2 separate regions of the Podarcis muralis genome follow, and region 2 is linked to region 1. The links are chromatin contacts, called in public Hi-C maps. All regions are on one chromosome and are shown on one strand. Each heading gives the region's core, a stretch centred on a gene start, on an enhancer-like site or on the middle of the called end of the contact. The rest is flanking DNA. Distances are from core to core; before and after follow the strand shown.

Region 1 (3,526 bases), core at 567-3,066:
CTCCAGCTTGTTAAGTATGGCCCCTAAAGATAGGCAACAGCTCATACAATTTCAGTGAAGGGTAGGCTAAGAAGAAACCCAAGACAGGCAATCTCCCTACTGCATCTGAAACACTCCAGAAAAGTCTCTACAAACTGGGTGAACCGATGATAAAATGGCAAATCAGGTTCAATGCAGGTAAGAGCAAAATGACACATACTGGCCAAATCTATACACTAATGGCATCTGAATTCACTGCAGATAAATTCATGGAGGATGGACAAATTCATGTAGATAAATTCATGGCGACTAGCCATAGTGGTTTTATACTACCTCCATGGTTAAGAGGCAATAGATCTCTGAATATGAGTTGATAAACACGCCAAGTGGGGAGACTGCTGAATGCCCTTTGGCATCTGGGAACAAGATGCTGGAGTAGATAGATGCCTTATGAGGAATGGTTGAATGAATTGGGTATGTTTAGCTTGAAAAGAAGAGACCGAGAGGAGATAGGATAGCCATCTTCAAATATCTTAAACACTGTTGCATGGAGCGAGCTTGTTTTCTCCTGCTCCAGAGCCTAGGACCCAAACCAATGGGTTCAAGTTAACAAGAAGAGATTCTGACTAAACATCAGGAAGAACTTTCTGACAGGAACAGTGGAACAGACTCCCATGAGAGGTGATGGACTCTCCTTTCTTGGAGGTTTTCAAGCAGAGTTTGGATGTCTATCACATATATGATCTAGTTGTGATTCCTGCATTGAGGGTTAGAGTAGATGACCCTCAGGATCCCTTCCAACTCTACAATACTGATTTCATGATCCACCCAACAAAGGAAGCATGCTTTTTTCTTATTCAATCATTTTCCCATATGCAAATTTATTCAAAACTCATAGGGCAGATCTACAAGGGTTGGCTTACTTGAACATCAGCTGGGGGTGGGGGGAGAGATGACAAAAGCAGGACATGACAAAGGTTTAAAAAACTGTGCATAGCGTAGAGAAAGTGGCTATTATTTTTTCAAGGTTTTTTTTTTTTTAAAAAAATTAATTTCTTGGTTGAAGGTTCAAGATATGTAAATGAAAATATTTCTCCATCCAAATGTAATTGGCTACTACACCATTTGGTGAAGGCCAATAGCCAGGAAATGTTTTAAGCAGCAGCAGAAAAATACATGACAGAAAATCCACTTTCGAAGGCAGCACCTGTCAGAGTGCTAAATCCAGACAAACAGGGTTAGGCTAAGGTTACCAGATTTTTTTCAATGAATCCAGGGACACTTTTCAACTTCCTACTAAATAGATGGATTTTGTCAGGAGACTGATTTGTAAATCCGGGGACTGTCCCCGGGAAACGGCGACATCTGGTAACCTTAGGTTAGGCCAGTGGTAGAACAGAGAATTTACAGTACATGCAAAAGGAAATGCTGTTGACTTCCATGCGGGCTTTGGAAGCAAAACTGAACTTCCACTCTTGGCGTTTGCCAGGAAGCCTGCGGAACTCACATCCTCTGCCTTCTCCCTCTTAACCTCAAGTGTGGGTGGCCTACCACGAGGGTCGGTCCACGTGCTAACAACTTTTCCACTAAAAAAACGTAACGTGCGAGCTGGCCCTTAAAAAACACTTCTGTGATGTTAGAGGGGGGAAACTCCGTTTTAGATCATGTGTGAAGAACAAGCGTGTAGCGAGGTGCGTGTGCGTAATGCTCAGAAACGGGGTGTGGGGGGGGGGATATTTGCCACGACTTACTCCGGCGGAGATAGGCAGGCACTACTATGAGCCGGGAAGAGCAAAAAAATGGACCCACTGCGGCGGAAAAGGTGAAAAAAACCCGACTCCTGCATGTAGGAATTTCCATTCAATATTGGGCGCGTCCTCACCCGCCAGTCATGAAGCGGAGCCGATTTCAACACATTCTTTTACGCGGCAAGCTCGGCTCTAGGTTTCCTCAGCAGCGGCTGCCGTTCCCGCCTTTCCCAGCCGGCCTGAGGCGGCGCCGCTGCCCGACCACAAATCCTCGCCGGGTAGGCCTCCCCTCCGCGCGCATGCGCCGTAGCGCCAGGAAGCAAAAGGCAGGCCTTTCTTTACCACCCTCGCCTCTCGCCCTTCGCTGCCTCCGAGACGACGACGCGGCCGCCGCCATGCCGAAGCTGAGCAAAGAGTCCAAGCAGCGCCTGCAGCACTTGTTCAAGGGCGGGCAGTTTGCCATCCGGTGGGGCTTCATCCCGGTAGTACTCTATCTAGGTCAGTCCTGAGCTGGGGAGAGCAAGAAGGTTGCCGCGGGCGGCTTGGTCACGGAAGACTCGGTATACTCTGACTTGAGGGCGAGCGAGAAGGCAGGCGGCGGGGGCGGGGCGGGGCAGCTTCCCGAACCGTTAACGGTCCGCTAACGGTCTTCCCGCCAACGGCTGGTTCGAGCGCGCGCGGCGCGTCTTCTTGGAACGCGGCGGCGATAGTGACGCAACCGGCGAGTCACGTGGCCTATTCCCCTCAGCTCCTCGTGATTAGCGGGGAGAGCGCCCTGTGGGGCAGAAGTGGCTTATTGCCCTTGTCCGCTTCCGTTCCCTGAACCCAAATTCTCCGCTTCACAGCTCACTTTAGCGCTGCTAGTTTCGGATTTAGCCTAGAGAAGAGGCAAGCAGGCTGTATCGTGAAAGCCCTCCTGTTTTTTCTTTCCTTTCCTAGTACTCGTTAGAAGGCGAGCTTGTGTGAATATGGTGATAGAAAGAACTCCTGTGACCTTCAGTGTTTCCCAAACGCGGGTCTCCAGCTGTTTTCGGACAAGAATTCCCATCATCCCTGACCTCACTGGCCTTGCCCGCTAGGGATGATGGGAGTTGTAGTCCCAAAAACAGCTGGAGTCCCGAGTTTGGAAAACACTGCTTCAGACTGTCTGTGGGCCACACAACTGTTGGATGCTCTTGTGCACTGAAAGTTATAAACACCTTGCAAGAAGAAATTATTATATCCAGCAGTAAGCTGGGCTACACTTGTCTCTCTGGTGTGCTAGCTTTCTGCTTGAGGGAGCTGAATGGAGGAATTGGTGAATAATCACTGACAATCTCCCCACCCCAGTTTGCAAGGCAGACTGAAGTTGCTTATAAATAATAGTTTTAGCTTTCAGAATTCTGTATTTCACGATTATGTGAACTCCTAAATGTGTTTAGGCATGACACAAAGGTAAACATGGTTAAAATTGATCACAGGTGTGTTCTTTCACTTGTGGTATCAGGAGTTTGCTTAGAAGTCAGCAGATTTCTGAAAACTAGAGGCCAATTTTTAGAATGTTCTTAGTCAGAATTTCCCAGTCCAAGCTCAATTAGTTCAGCAATGATTCTGTCCTATGAAGTGTCATCAACCTCTTTTTCATTTGCTGGGAAAAAATATTCTATTATCCATGGGCCTGTTGTGCAGGACATTTCTTACTGAATTCCATTAACAATGCAGTAAAGTCCTATTTATTAGTAAGATCAGAGACTGTCTTTCTCTGTCTGGTGGATTTGGTGGGCAACATACATCATGCCACAAATAAGGACTGTTTTAGA
Region 2 (3,526 bases), core at 509-3,008, 140 kb before region 1:
ATTGTTTCACAGTTTAAACTTTCCCACCACCCCTTGAAACTTGTGATTGCTTAAATTACAAATTGTTTGAATTTTATTCTGGAATGGAATTGGCCCTCTCAAGTTGCACTCCAGCTCTCAGTCCCTTCTCTTCCATCGTTACACCAATGTCCCAGGTTACGTACACATCATACCCTGGAAGGTATCATATATCATAGCCAGGTTGCGTACACATCATACCCTCTTTCCTTCCAATAAATCTGGGTTGACTTGCTTCTATTCTTACAGAGGTTTAATAGACGGAAAGCAGCTTTTCATGAAATGGCGCCAAACCTAGTGTGGATCAAGCTACAGGACCTGGTAATATACAGCTCCTTTGGGGTGTCAGCTAAAACTCAGCGCCCCCTGTCCACTGAGCTTGCAAGGATCTGAAAGCTCACTGAAGAGGACTTTGAAAGTGAAGTCTGGTGAGCTATGATGCTTTTGGATCTGCGCTCTGGTGGAAAGCAGCCAAGGAATTCATCCCTTGTCATTGGCCTTGCTGGCTGGGGCTTTTAGGAGGTGTGGTCCACAACGTCTGGAGGGCACCAGGTTGGAGATGGCTCCTCTACTTGTACACAAGTATGGAAGCAGTTGGCCAGCTGCCTCTCCTCCTGCACTAGCTATGGGGAGAACATTTGAAAATATTACATGCTTTGAAGTATTTACTGTATTTATCTTGATTTTCTTAATGAGCTTGTGTGTGTGTGTGAATATATATTCCTATAAATAAAATTAAATATGCACAGTCTCTAGGGGTATTAATGGAACATAGCCACCACTTCCACGCACATGGTGGGTATCAAAGGCTTTAGAACAGTGTCCGTCCAGATCTTTTCGGACTACAACTCCCATCAGGCCTGACCACGGGCTGGGACTGGGGCTGATGGGGTTGGAGCTCAACAGCATCTGGAGGGCCATGCATGTTCTCCATCCGTGATGTAGCAGAAAGTCCACACTGCAGTTTCTACAAACTCCTCTTAGGGCAACAGCATCATGCTGTAAATCCTGCACTGCAGGGGGCTTGATTAGATGTCCCTCGGGTCCCCTTCCAACTCTATGAAAGGAGGACCCATCCGCATCGCACGTCGAAAAGCTTAGTAGGGTTGCCCCTGCAGACGGCCAGTCGTTCTGGCCCTTGATCATAGGAGAGCAGCTTGCACCGCCAAAACTACCCGTGCTTCCAACGCACCGATGCCCCCACGAACAGGCAGCGGCGCTCCAAGGTTTCCTTTCCGAGCTCTGCCTGGAGATTCCGGGGGCTGAACCCCAGGACCTTTCGCTCCCTGACCCTGCACCACCGTACGAGGAGGTTACAGCTTCCAAGGCCCACCCGCCTGCCCCGATCCAAGCAGCGACGGCGACCCCGAGCGCTACTTACCAGACGCACCCGCAGCCTCTCCGGCACCGGAGCGAATGCGCTGCTCTTGCCCGGCTGCCCCGTCGTCTTGCAAGCCTTGCTCCACCTCTGCATCCCGCAGCTCCGAGCTGCCCGCCGCGCTGAATCTCCGCAACCCCAGCGAGCCCGCGCGAGAGAGAACGCGGGGAGCCGCCGCCGCAGCCTCGCGCAACCCGCTGCTTCCTCCTCTTCCCGCGGCTTGCCAAGGCCTCAGCCTCAGCAGCGCCCGCAAGCAGCGGCTGCTCCGCCACATGGCGGGCCGTCGGTTCCCGAGGAGGAGCCCCGACCTTCGGCGGATGGAACTTACCAACACTCAACGTTCCAAATGGAATCTCTCCGGGAAACTCCCCCTCCTCGGCGCGCAGGCTGACGCGGTGCCGAGGCCGCTGGCGATTGGCCGCGCGCCTCCTCACGTGAAAGCTGGGGGCGGTGAGCGCAGGCGCACAAGCTTTTCGGGAAGCCACTCCAGGAGTAGTGGGGGAGAGACTGAGCTATCGGAGCGCCTTTCTTTCGCCACGGCGCGGCGCGCTCCTTTCCGAGAACCTGCTCCGGAGACTGTGGAACAGTTGATGGAAAACACAACCCAGCTAAGAAAGTTTGGTGGCTGCCCTGAAGACCAACGATGCAGCTGATGAAATGGACTCCAGCCCACAAAACTTTGTGCCATCATCAATTTGCTGGTCTTAATGGGGCTTAACGAGACTCTCGGCTCCGCCTTAGAAATCGAGTTTTTTTAAAAATTATTTTATTTTCAACGCAAAATCATAACAAAAATTACATTTAATCCAAAATACTACTATACAAACAAAAAAGGAAAACAGAACATACAAAAAAGGAAAACAAAACAAAAAAAATACATCTACAAATAAAATCATATCATCATTCTAATCTAGTCAATACATAAATATACACATATTGACTTCCTTCCTTTGTTCTAAGACCTCAGATTTTTTACTCTTACTGTATTGTTGTGTCTAATGTAGACTACTTCCATCTTTGTACTTTTTTACACCATTTTTTCTTTTTCTTTAACCCTGTAAAGCATCATTCATTACATACCGATATGCTTATTCCAGAACAATGTTTTTTCATATACTCTTTAGCACATCCCCATTCTTTTAATAATTTCTGAAATCGAGTTTCTTAAGGCTCTTAATCTCAGGGTTGTGAGAGCCCCAATTCTACAATTCTGTGATTTTCAGGTGAAGGAAGTGGACTTCGTAAAAGCCATAAAATCAGGCTGCACAAAGAGTGCAGGTATCTCATTCTAAGTGTTGGAACTGTTACCTGGCCAGGTACCCTAAGGACCAACTTTTTCCATTCGTTCCTTCTGCTAATCTCCAGTCATCATCCAATACCTTGCTCTAAAATGTGAGAGGAGCCCTGCTGGATATAGCCCAGCATCCTGAGCTCACAGGGGCCAGCATAATGCCTATGGGAAGCCTGTGAGTAGGACATGAGCACAAGGGCCATGTTTTTATTGTGTAGCACGCACCTATATACAACTAAGTCACATGTTCAAGGCTGAGGTGTTAACTGGTCATAATGGAATAAAGAATAAAGTAACAAAACCCAGGTGCACAATTTTTGAAAACCCAAAAGAGGGAATTTCCATTTTGCAGAGCACTATTTTCAAGCTTAAATTTTCCATAAAGCACTTTAGATACATGATAATCTTACGGTGCTAACACTGTATTGGGTTATGTCAACCCACACGCAACTCTCAACGGAGGATAAAACCGCATACAACTGATTCATTTCCAGTATCTTTAGAGGGGTAGCCCTCTTAAGCCTGTTGCAGCTCCAGCAACAATAAAGCTTGTGACATTTATTTTTACAATGTTTTATTGGTTTCTATGATAAAATGGCATTTATCAACTCCAATAAAAGCAGTAAGGTGTTCCATGCGTATATCAGTCATGTGGGGTGTGTGGAATTGAGCAGGGACATTGTTAAAGAACTGAATCATTGAGTGCATTGCCAGGGCTTCAGCTATCTGTGACATAGCCTGTCTATAAGTAAGTGTGAGCGATATGAGGTTCAGTATTAACATCACTCCTGTTTACACACAGCTGATATATGGGAATCAAAATCACCCTGATTCTTTTG

The links. A called contact is a pair of places that touch in the nucleus more often than the background predicts.
Region 2: a Hi-C map of tail shows a contact between it and region 1, with 3 times the contacts expected there. The contact joins the promoter of MALSU1 here to the promoter of TOMM7 in region 1. A contact is called at or near these places in 2 of 3 Hi-C or Micro-C datasets (blood and tail).

The regions. Positions count from the first base shown.
Region 1 is chr12:35,650,340-35,653,865 of rPodMur119.hap1.1, reverse strand. It overlaps TOMM7 (translocase of outer mitochondrial membrane 7), which reads left to right and starts at 1,816. Exons shown (of 3, transcript XM_028750032.2): 1 at 1,816-2,225. The coding sequence starts at 1,871. All of the region lies in intron 1 of LOC144329323 (a long non-coding RNA gene), which reads right to left. LOC144329322 (a long non-coding RNA gene) reads right to left here and starts at 1,849. Exons shown (of 4, transcript XR_013394818.1): 1 at 1,731-1,849.
Region 2 is chr12:35,789,768-35,793,293 of rPodMur119.hap1.1, reverse strand. MALSU1 (mitochondrial assembly of ribosomal large subunit 1) reads right to left here and starts at 1,758. Exons shown (of 4, transcript XM_028750498.2): 1 at 1,400-1,758. The coding sequence starts at 1,670.